Linked DNA regions of Zea mays: region 2 is linked to region 1. The links are chromatin contacts, called in public Hi-C maps. All regions are on one chromosome and are shown on one strand. The core of a region is the stretch at or near the end of the contact, and the rest is flanking DNA. Distances in the headings are between cores, read along the strand shown.

What was found. A called contact is a pair of places that touch in the nucleus more often than the background predicts.
Region 2: a contact with region 1 is called in a Hi-C map of ear, with 2.6 times the contacts expected there. The contact joins the promoter of LOC100273480 here to the promoter of LOC103632950 in region 1. A contact is called at or near these places in 2 of 25 Hi-C or Micro-C datasets (ear and tassel).

Annotation. Positions count from the first base shown.
Region 1 is chr7:140,101,193-140,105,644 of Zm-B73-REFERENCE-NAM-5.0, forward strand. LOC103632950 (NAC domain-containing protein 92) reads right to left here and starts at 2,294. Exons shown (of 3, transcript XM_008654658.4): 1 at 1,654-2,294. The coding sequence starts at 1,858.
Region 2 is chr7:140,284,503-140,289,071 of Zm-B73-REFERENCE-NAM-5.0, forward strand. LOC100273480 (30S ribosomal protein S16-like) reads left to right here and starts at 1,531. Exons shown (of 3, transcript NM_001147917.1): 1 at 1,531-1,768; 2 at 1,944-1,989. The coding sequence starts at 1,636. LOC109940781 (a long non-coding RNA gene) reads left to right here and starts at 1,996. Exons shown (of 2, transcript XR_002263482.2): 1 at 1,996-2,214; 2 at 4,232-4,569.

The DNA.
Region 1 (4,452 bases), core at 1,044-3,543:
TACTGTAGTTTTGAGATACCATAGTTTACAATTGTGCATGACATAAATAATATGGTATTGCTTTACCACAGTAAAATTACAGTATTGCTCAAAACCGAGATCTGTTTGGTTCTATTGGAAAAACAAAGTATATGTAGAGAGAAGAGAAAAAAACTGAGGTCCTGAGTGGAGTTTCGAAAACTCCAAAAATACCACAGTTTTGGGTAAACCACAGTATTTAAAACTGAGTTTTGACTGTACAAACCAAACACCTTTTGAACTCCAATACTGTAGTATCATCAAATACCATAGTATTGTTTCAAAACTGCAAAAATACTACAATTCCAAACAGGGCCTAAATCCACACTTTTCAAAAATACTAAGAATTGTTTGGCCATGTGCCCTCTCACGTACAACATACGCATCACAGGCAGCGCTATGGCTGCTAAGCCTTTAAAAACTAAAGTCCAAGTGGAGTTTTCAAAATTGTAAAAATACTACGGTTTTAGGTAAACCATAGTATTCGAAACTGCGTTTTACTCGATACAAGCAAACAGATTTTGGCTTTCTATACCATAGTATTATCCAATACCATAGTATTCCTTTAAAACCGTAAAAATACTAAGATTTCAAATAGGTCCTTAGTGTTTGACAAGACCATATACACAATCTGTTGACCATAATCTAACCGAATTAATGACACATGCAGTCATTCACGAGGGGCCGGTAATTTCGAATTAGATATGTTGAGAATAAAACTAAAATCAAGGATAAAAAATAGTTGTGCCTTTGAGAACAAACAACTAATTAAGACCGTGACTCCATGAGAGCTTGAAATCTCCAGGCACTTCTTTTAGAAGAGAGGACGGTCATATGCATAATACACACGCCAAAATAAAGGCAGAAGATAAGAGAAGACCCCAAGATAGAGATAAAGATGACAACATATACAGTTAACTTATATTATAGAAATAGCAAGCCGAAATAAACTAATATAAGGATGACCGATTAGACAGCAAGAACATAAAACTTAAGGCGGAATAAAGAAAACTTTGAGACCCATTCATTATAATTTAACGAGAGGTGCAGTGGTGGTTTGAGCCTTTTTATTCTAACTTTTGAAAAACTTGCACCAAAAGCATGATAATTAGAAAATTCCTCCCACGAGTAAGGCAGACGCATGGAAATTAACGATGCCCACATCTACACGTACATTGGATTAGTGGATAGCTGGATAACACAAGCTAGAAAACAATAACATGATGATACTATTAGATGCATGGATTTACGCGTATGTGCATGTAGTTCTTCCTGCTATCCCTAAAAAGGTAAGCGACCTTAAATTAGAAAGAGAAAAGATTTTTTTTTTACTTGTAGTAGATTGGTAAAACGCGGATGTTTTTTTTTTGAAGTGGATAAAACGCGGATGTTATTGTTAAGAAAAAAACCATAGCTTTTAATTTGATGATGAATTGTGGTTCCTCTAATTTCTCTTTTTACCTCTTGTAATATAATTTAAGTCAAAGGTCTTGCCCCCCGTTATAAAAATTGGCGATGAATCATTGGTGGAGTTTATTAATTGAGATTTGATCGTGAATAACTGACGAACTGAGTATGCTGTATGCATGCATGTGCGTGTACATATATATACAGTTGGTTTCCTCCGATCCTTACCCGGGAGATCCCATGGCTCGCACTTGTTGAGGTCGACCTCGGCGATGGCCCTCGCCGTGAAGCTGGCGTCGGCGATCTTCTGCCGCAGGTAGTACGTGATGAGCTCCTCGTCCGTCGGGTGGAACCTGAAGCCCGGCGGCAGGCTCTCCTCCTCCTTCTTCGACTTCCCCCCTCCACCACCAGCTGCTCCTACTGACGCTTCCATACTACTACTACTCGATCACTTACCCAGATCAATCGGGACCGATGATCTATAAGGCCAGAACGGAAAACCCTAACCCTATCCAACTGCTAGAAAAGATAAAGAAAGCTCCCTGTTTCTTGTTGCACTACTTGAAGAGGACGGCAGCAGGCAACTATAACGGATTCCAGAACGAACTGATTTGACAAAAAGTGTTTAATTTGATAAAGAGCTAGCTCTAGGCGACGACAGGAGGAGGAAGAAGAACACACTGCACACACGGCACGAGAGGTCGAGAGCTCGCTCAGCTAAATTAACTTCTTTGCCGGCCGGCCGGCCTCTCTGAAGCACTTGGGGGCGGTACGGTGTTCTTTTCAGTTTTCACGCAAGCGCGCGGGCAGAGATATAGGGGGGCGGGCCATGAGGGCTTGGCGAGAGAGACGCCTCGGAGAAGCTTTTACCTACTAGCTAGGGGCCAGGGGGGTCTCGTGAGCTAGAAGCTGCTGGCAGCCGGGTGTGTGCGTCGTCGCATGTCGCGCGCGTCTTGTTCCACGCGCTAGCCGCTGTATCTTTCAACTCGCCGGGTCATCTTCATCGCAACAGTGTCTGTGCCCAGGGATATGACCGACCGTACGTACTCGCCAGTAGTGTGCAGTACGCCACGTCATTTATCTGTTGCTTAGCTAGTCAATTTGACTATGAGATATATAAGTGATTGGTTAAACACACGTACTGTTTCATAGCATCGATTGAGCTGTACCCATATATGCATCTCAATGCACGCTTACAGCTAACAGTTGCATTCTATTTATATATACAGCTCAGCTCGCCGGCCGTGTGTTCAAAAATAAACATCAACGGCTAGACTAGCCTAGTTCAAAAATAAACATCAATGGCTGATGAGGAGGGTCATGAAGGCTAGAGGCTAGCTAGTCATACATGCATGACTTCTTTTGCAAAATTTCATTTTTTTTTTGTTTTAATATATTTGCAGCACAAAACTTACCGCGTGCTTGCCAGAGGTGCACTACAGTAAACGGAACAACGTCCGACGGCCAAAACCGTCGGACATAAGGTTCAAACCGTCGGAAATAAGTTATCTCCGACGGCAATGCCTTATCTCCGACGGCAATGACGCCTAGGTTTCGTTAACTTAATTAGTTATGATTACTAATTAACCACACTAATACAATAGCCACTAATTAACCAAACTAATACAATAGCACTACAAAAAATCATTTCACGGGACCCTAAATCAAATAAAACAACCTTATTTCCGAGGGCTTAATAATTACCCTCGGAAATTAAAAGTTTAAATTATATAGCCACTAATAAATAAATTAAAACAAGCTAATTTAATTGTATAATTAAATTAAGCCGTCGGACATAACAAAACTAAACATTGCTACTAGCAAACAATGAATATTTATACACAAAATTATACTAAAATTTTTAAAATTGCTCACTTTGCCGGACGATGAACCGGTGAAGCGAGCTCCGGCGGGGTCGGGGCGGGCGCCGGTGGCGTTGGGGACGGGGGCAGAGGCTCCGGCGGCCGCGGGCTGCGTCAGGGCGGCTCCGGTGGCGTCGGGCTTCGTCGGGGTGGCTTCGGTGGTGTCGTGCTCGGACTGCGCGTCGGGGCAGGAGGGGAGGTCGTCGGGCACGGGCTATGCTTGGGCGGCGGCGGCGGCACGGCGACGGCGTCACGGCGACGGCGGCGGCGGCGGCTTGGCTGCATATGCGCGCGTTAGAATGAAACGATGCGCGCTCGGGCGGGGACGGTTAAAACTCTTTATTTCCGACGGCACCTAGGAGGCCGTCGGACATAAGCTTATGTCCGACGGCCAGTGGGTACAACCGTCGGACATAAGGTTATGTCCGACAGCCAGTCTGACAGCCGTCGGCTGTTTTCTGTTATTTTCGACGGCCGCTGTTGGCCGTCGGACATAACCTTATGTCCGATGGTTGTTATGTCCGACGGTTGCTTAGGGGGCCGTCGGACATAATACGACCGTTGGAATTTTGTGGTTTTACTGTAGTGGTGAAACGCTGAATAGCTTAGTGTGGAGAAGAACTTTGATCTAAGTGTTGCTTCACAGGGTAGGGATATTTTTTGCTGCCTGTTATGTTGTCCAGAGACATACACTACTACAATTGATGGCTTAGGGCAATTGCTGAAAACGCTTCTTCTGTATCATTGCTTTTTTGCTATTAAAAAAATGCAACTACTTACACTACTGTCCTTCTGTTACTACTGGTAAAGTGTTCAGCAGTCTAGTAGTTAGTTATCTTCTGTTACTGCTTCGTGGTGTTAGTTTAATTTTCTTCGGCATGCAATAAGTTAGTTTGTTAAATTAAATCGAAATAAGTTAGATTATTACAAATATAATCCATATATGTATACACTAGATATAATGGCCTCTTAGGAGGAGCTTATACTGGTTTTTGTTTTGAATATCTACTACTAGCTACCTGTATAGGAACTGCTGCAACAGAAGGATTAAATTTCACATCAACTCAATAACATCTTTGATGAGCAGCATCTTTCATGTCCTTTTACCATCCTAATTTAATTTTTAGGTTAACTTACTAATTTGGTATGTTTTAGTCGTTTTAGC
Region 2 (4,569 bases), core at 281-2,780, 180 kb after region 1:
TGACAGACGCAGGGACGACAGGGCAGAGAAGCGACAGCGCAGGAATATAGATGGAGAAGACGAAGCGGTTCTGTTTTGCGTATGCATGTCACTCACGTCTAACGGATGTCTACTTAAATAGAGGGTAACCTCGACTAGATTCGATCTGCTAAATTCCAGGAACCGTCTCCTGAAACCTCTATATGTGCAACCGCTTGGAGATCTCATGCGCGTCCATTACTCCCGGTTGACGTGGCAATCTAGATGTGGTATTCGAAAACCAAATAAACAAAAGGCAAAAAAAAATTAAAGTATTGTTTAGAATACGTCACGACGCGATCATGCATAAATAAAAGACTAGTGAATACATTCACATATAAGTTGGTTCTCTCCTAACTAGATAAGTAATATGAGATTAAACTCCTATGACATCTCTACACACCATCTTGGCTTTCTTAGGATGTGTTTGATTTAAGATCAAAGTAGGATGAGGCAGAGTCATCTCTGATTAGGCAGTGTCATAACTAACAGCCACCACTTTTTTGTTTGGTGGAAGGGATGAACGTAAATGGAACCATCTTAGTTTTTGTTTGGATGGTGGTCAGCTGTCACTGCTCGAGAGAGGCGAGGGCGACCATCCCAGTTTTCGGGACCGCGAGAGGGGTGGGGGCGGCACTGTCCGCTCGATTTTTTGGACCGCGCCGCCACCGAAAATTGTTCCGGTGTTCACCTCGCTTCCGCGTGATCCTCATTCAAACATCATAGAAAATGTGGCTGCTCCTCCATCTATCCTTACACATTCAACCAAACACAACCATATTGAATCGGGTTACACATAAGTGGCCCGAATTTCAACACTTTAGACCGTGTTTAGTAGGACACATATATAATAATCAAAAATATTGTTTTATTACTATAAATTACACTCTTTGTAGAATGAAGTTTGAATATAAAGATAATGATGGATAAGCTGCTTAAGCCAGGACTAGTGCCTCTGCTCTGTCGCTCACCGTGGCCGCCTATTGAGCTATATGCAACTTTCAGTCTGCTCGTTTGGCTTTATACCGGCTTTAATACTCCTATAGTGTTTTATCTATACAGATTATAGCTGCAGCATTCCAATCAACTAACTTTAATTCGAACCGAACAACTTTTACCACCGTGCCACCAGCCGCGTCATCGCATGGCCTCTATCCTGTGCGGCAGGGCGGATAATGGACTGGACCGGGATTTGAGAAGGCTCCGGAAAAATAAAAAACTAGTTCATTACAGTTGAACGGGCTGACCATGAACGGTTGAGAAATGGAGGCGACATGGCCCAATCTCTGGCCAGAATTTAGTCCTGATTTCGTAATACAGAAATTTTGTCAATGCAAAAGAATCACAAAACTAGAAAAAGGGCAGAAACTGGGAATACGTTTGAGTGGGCCCAAAGTTAGCATAGGAACTATAGGTACCTTCCTTTCCGGCCCAACCGTAAGTAACTGGGAAGCCTGGGCCCAGGCCATATTGAAGTCCATTCTGTTGGCATCGTCCCATCTCCCTTGAACCCTTTCGCCCACACCACAGCACCGCTGCCGAAGGTGGGAAAGAAGGCGGCGGCGGAGGCACCGGCACCGGCACCGCCTAGGAAAGGAAACCGAGGAAACTACAGCCATGGTGGTACGGATCCGTCTGGCGCGGTTCGGGTGCCGGAATCGGCCCTTCTACCGGGTGATGGCCGCCGATAGCCGCTCCCCTCGAGACGGCAAGCACCTCGAGGTCCTCGGCTACTATAACCCGCTCCCAGGTTGGGTTACGCTACTGCCCTCCTTCCTCTCTAGCCCCTCTATTCCCCGTTAAGATTGATTGATTCGTTTATTTACCGCCTCAAGAACCATTTTCTGCTGCTGCTGTTGGCCTGCTTTATTGGTTACTGAATACCTGATGAAAGATGGATCTTTTTTCCTTGTTGTCGTGTGCAGGGAAGGATGGAGGCAAGAGGATGGGCCTGAAATTCGACCGGGTGAAGTAAGTTTCACGTGAGAGTTCACTTCAAAAATTTGTAGTCTATTTCAGCTTCTCTATCAAACAGATCCAGCTTCACGAGCTCTAAGTTTAGAAAAACTGAAATTAGCGCTCTCACTTTAAGAATTTGAAGTCCATTTCAGTTTCTTCTATCCAAACAGTCCAGCTCTAGTTCAAAAAAACTGAAATTAGCAGCCAGTCTCATAAAATTTTAAAACTTCTCTAAAGGTGCTTTGAAAACACCTCATAAAGTTGCATAAAAATTACCCACCATGTCATTAGTTACATGATCTACCGATTCTTGTCTCTAGTCATTAAGGATAATTAAGAAAAATCGCACAAATTAATTGTATTATAGAAGCTGAAGTCTATGTGTAAGCCAAATACTCTTAAACCTTTATGGTCGATAGATCGGTGAGGGATTGGAGAGGGATATCGATGGGCAGAAACGCCGGCCGGGGGCCTGTGCCCACGGTCGAGCAAGAGGAGGGTTTGTCCCTTCTAATTCTTGCCTGCTTTATTTCTCATCCATTGATTACATAAATAGGCCGGTTGGCTGCCCCTATCTACCTAGAGATCATTATCTCCTAAAAACTCTCAACAAACTACTAACTGATAACCTTCCTAGATAATCTCAACTAATCTCCTAAATAATCTCAACTAATCTTCTAATCTTATCTCTAACTATCCTTATCTAATCCCCCTTGAGGGCCCATGGCTGCTGCTACCGTAGCCCCTCCGTGGACCTCCTTAGGCCCTGACACTACACCCCTCCTGGACAAGCAGCTCGCCCTCGAGCTGCCGCATAACGGGTGCTCAAAGACCGAGTTTACTTGACCCAAAACCAAACACCTAGAAGACAAGCCTTTTACATCTCGGCTTATCTTATTATTCTGAATCTGATTTTTTTACCCCATAAGATAAGGCGTACACGCACGTGTGCAGCCACCTGGATCCCATGGACGCCATCTGCACGAAAGGGGAGCATATGGATAGGCACCTGGAATAGGTCGCAACAATAACCAGTGGAGGCGCCCTAGTGGCGGCCGGTAGCGGAATGTGGTGGCGCTAAATAGTGCGCCCTTGTTGATGACGAGGTGAGTGCCTTCCCTACCGCCGCTGCCGTAGAGTTGAAGTTCGTCGCCCGCGGGACACGTATCATGCTCGCACTTCGAGATAGCGGCCTGGTGCCACTGCTGATGGCCGTCCGACAGGGTGAGGTCGCGCCGACGTGTGTCGAGGTCAACCGTCACCAAGGCTGCCTCGAGCATCTGCCGGCGCATCTCCCGCACTTTCTGTCGTGCAAGGAAGCCACGAGCAGCAACTTGTATGCCCACAGCCGCCGACGTCCGGAGCCGTGCGGACAGCGCCAGCTGGTGTTGCTCATGTTGCACTGCTGCCTTGATTTGCAGCAGCCCTTGCTCAACCTTCTGGAGTGTGGCTTGCATCTTTGTGAGATCAACCCTTATGTTGGTCCACAAATCTCTCATCGATGGAGCTGGTGATTGCTAAGTCGTGGCTGCCCCTAGTGGCGTCGCCCATGGGGACGGAGACGTCGTCAACGAAGATGATGTGATGAAATTTGGCGTTGTCCCTGGGGTTGGGCACGCCGGCGTCCAGGATGTGGTGACAAAATTGGCAGGCGATGCTGCCCATGGAGATAGGGACGCCGGTTGCCAGGATGGCGTGACGAAGGTGGCATGCGGCGCAGCCCATAGAGATGGGGACGTCGGTTGCCAGGACGACGTGACGAAGGTGACATGCGTCGTTGTCCATGGAGATGGGGACGCCGATTGCCAGGATGACGCCGCGAAATTGGCAGCAGAAGCCATGGGATCAGATCGAAACCCAAGCTAGCCGATACCAGATGTTATGGTCGATAGATCGGTGAGGGATTGGAGAGGGATATCGATGGGCAGAAACGCCGGCCGGGGGCCTGTGCCCACGGCCGAGCAAGAGGAGGGTTTGTCCCTTCTAATTCTTGCCTGCTTTATTTCTCATCCATTGATTACATAAATAGGCCGGTTGGCTGCCCCTATCTACCTAGAGATCATTATCTCCTAAAAACTCTCAACAAACTACTAACTGATAACCTTCCTAGATAATCTCAACTAATCTCCTAAATAATCTCAACTAATCTTCTAATCTTATCTCTAACTATTCTTATCTAATCCCCCTTGAGGGCCCATGGCTGCTGCTACCGTAGCTCCTCCGTGGACCTCCTTAGGCCCTGACATCTCTAAAGGTGCTTTGAAAACACCTCATAAAGTTGCATAAAAATTACCCACCATGTCATTAGTTACATGATCTACCGATTCATGTCTCTAGTCATTAAGGATAATTAAGAAAAATCGCACAAATTAATTGTATTATAGAAGCTGAAGTCTACGTGTAAGCCAAATACTCTTAAACCTTGCCTTACCAATTTGTTGAAGTTGTTTCACTTTCATGGTGAAGCTAGAAAATCGAAGTTGTAATTTTTGAAGTGAAGCCCTTCCAAACAGGGCCTTAAATTTGGGTTTGTTGCAGCTATTACAGCACTTAGTGCAAAATTTAACTGCTACATCTTCAGTCAAGCATTTT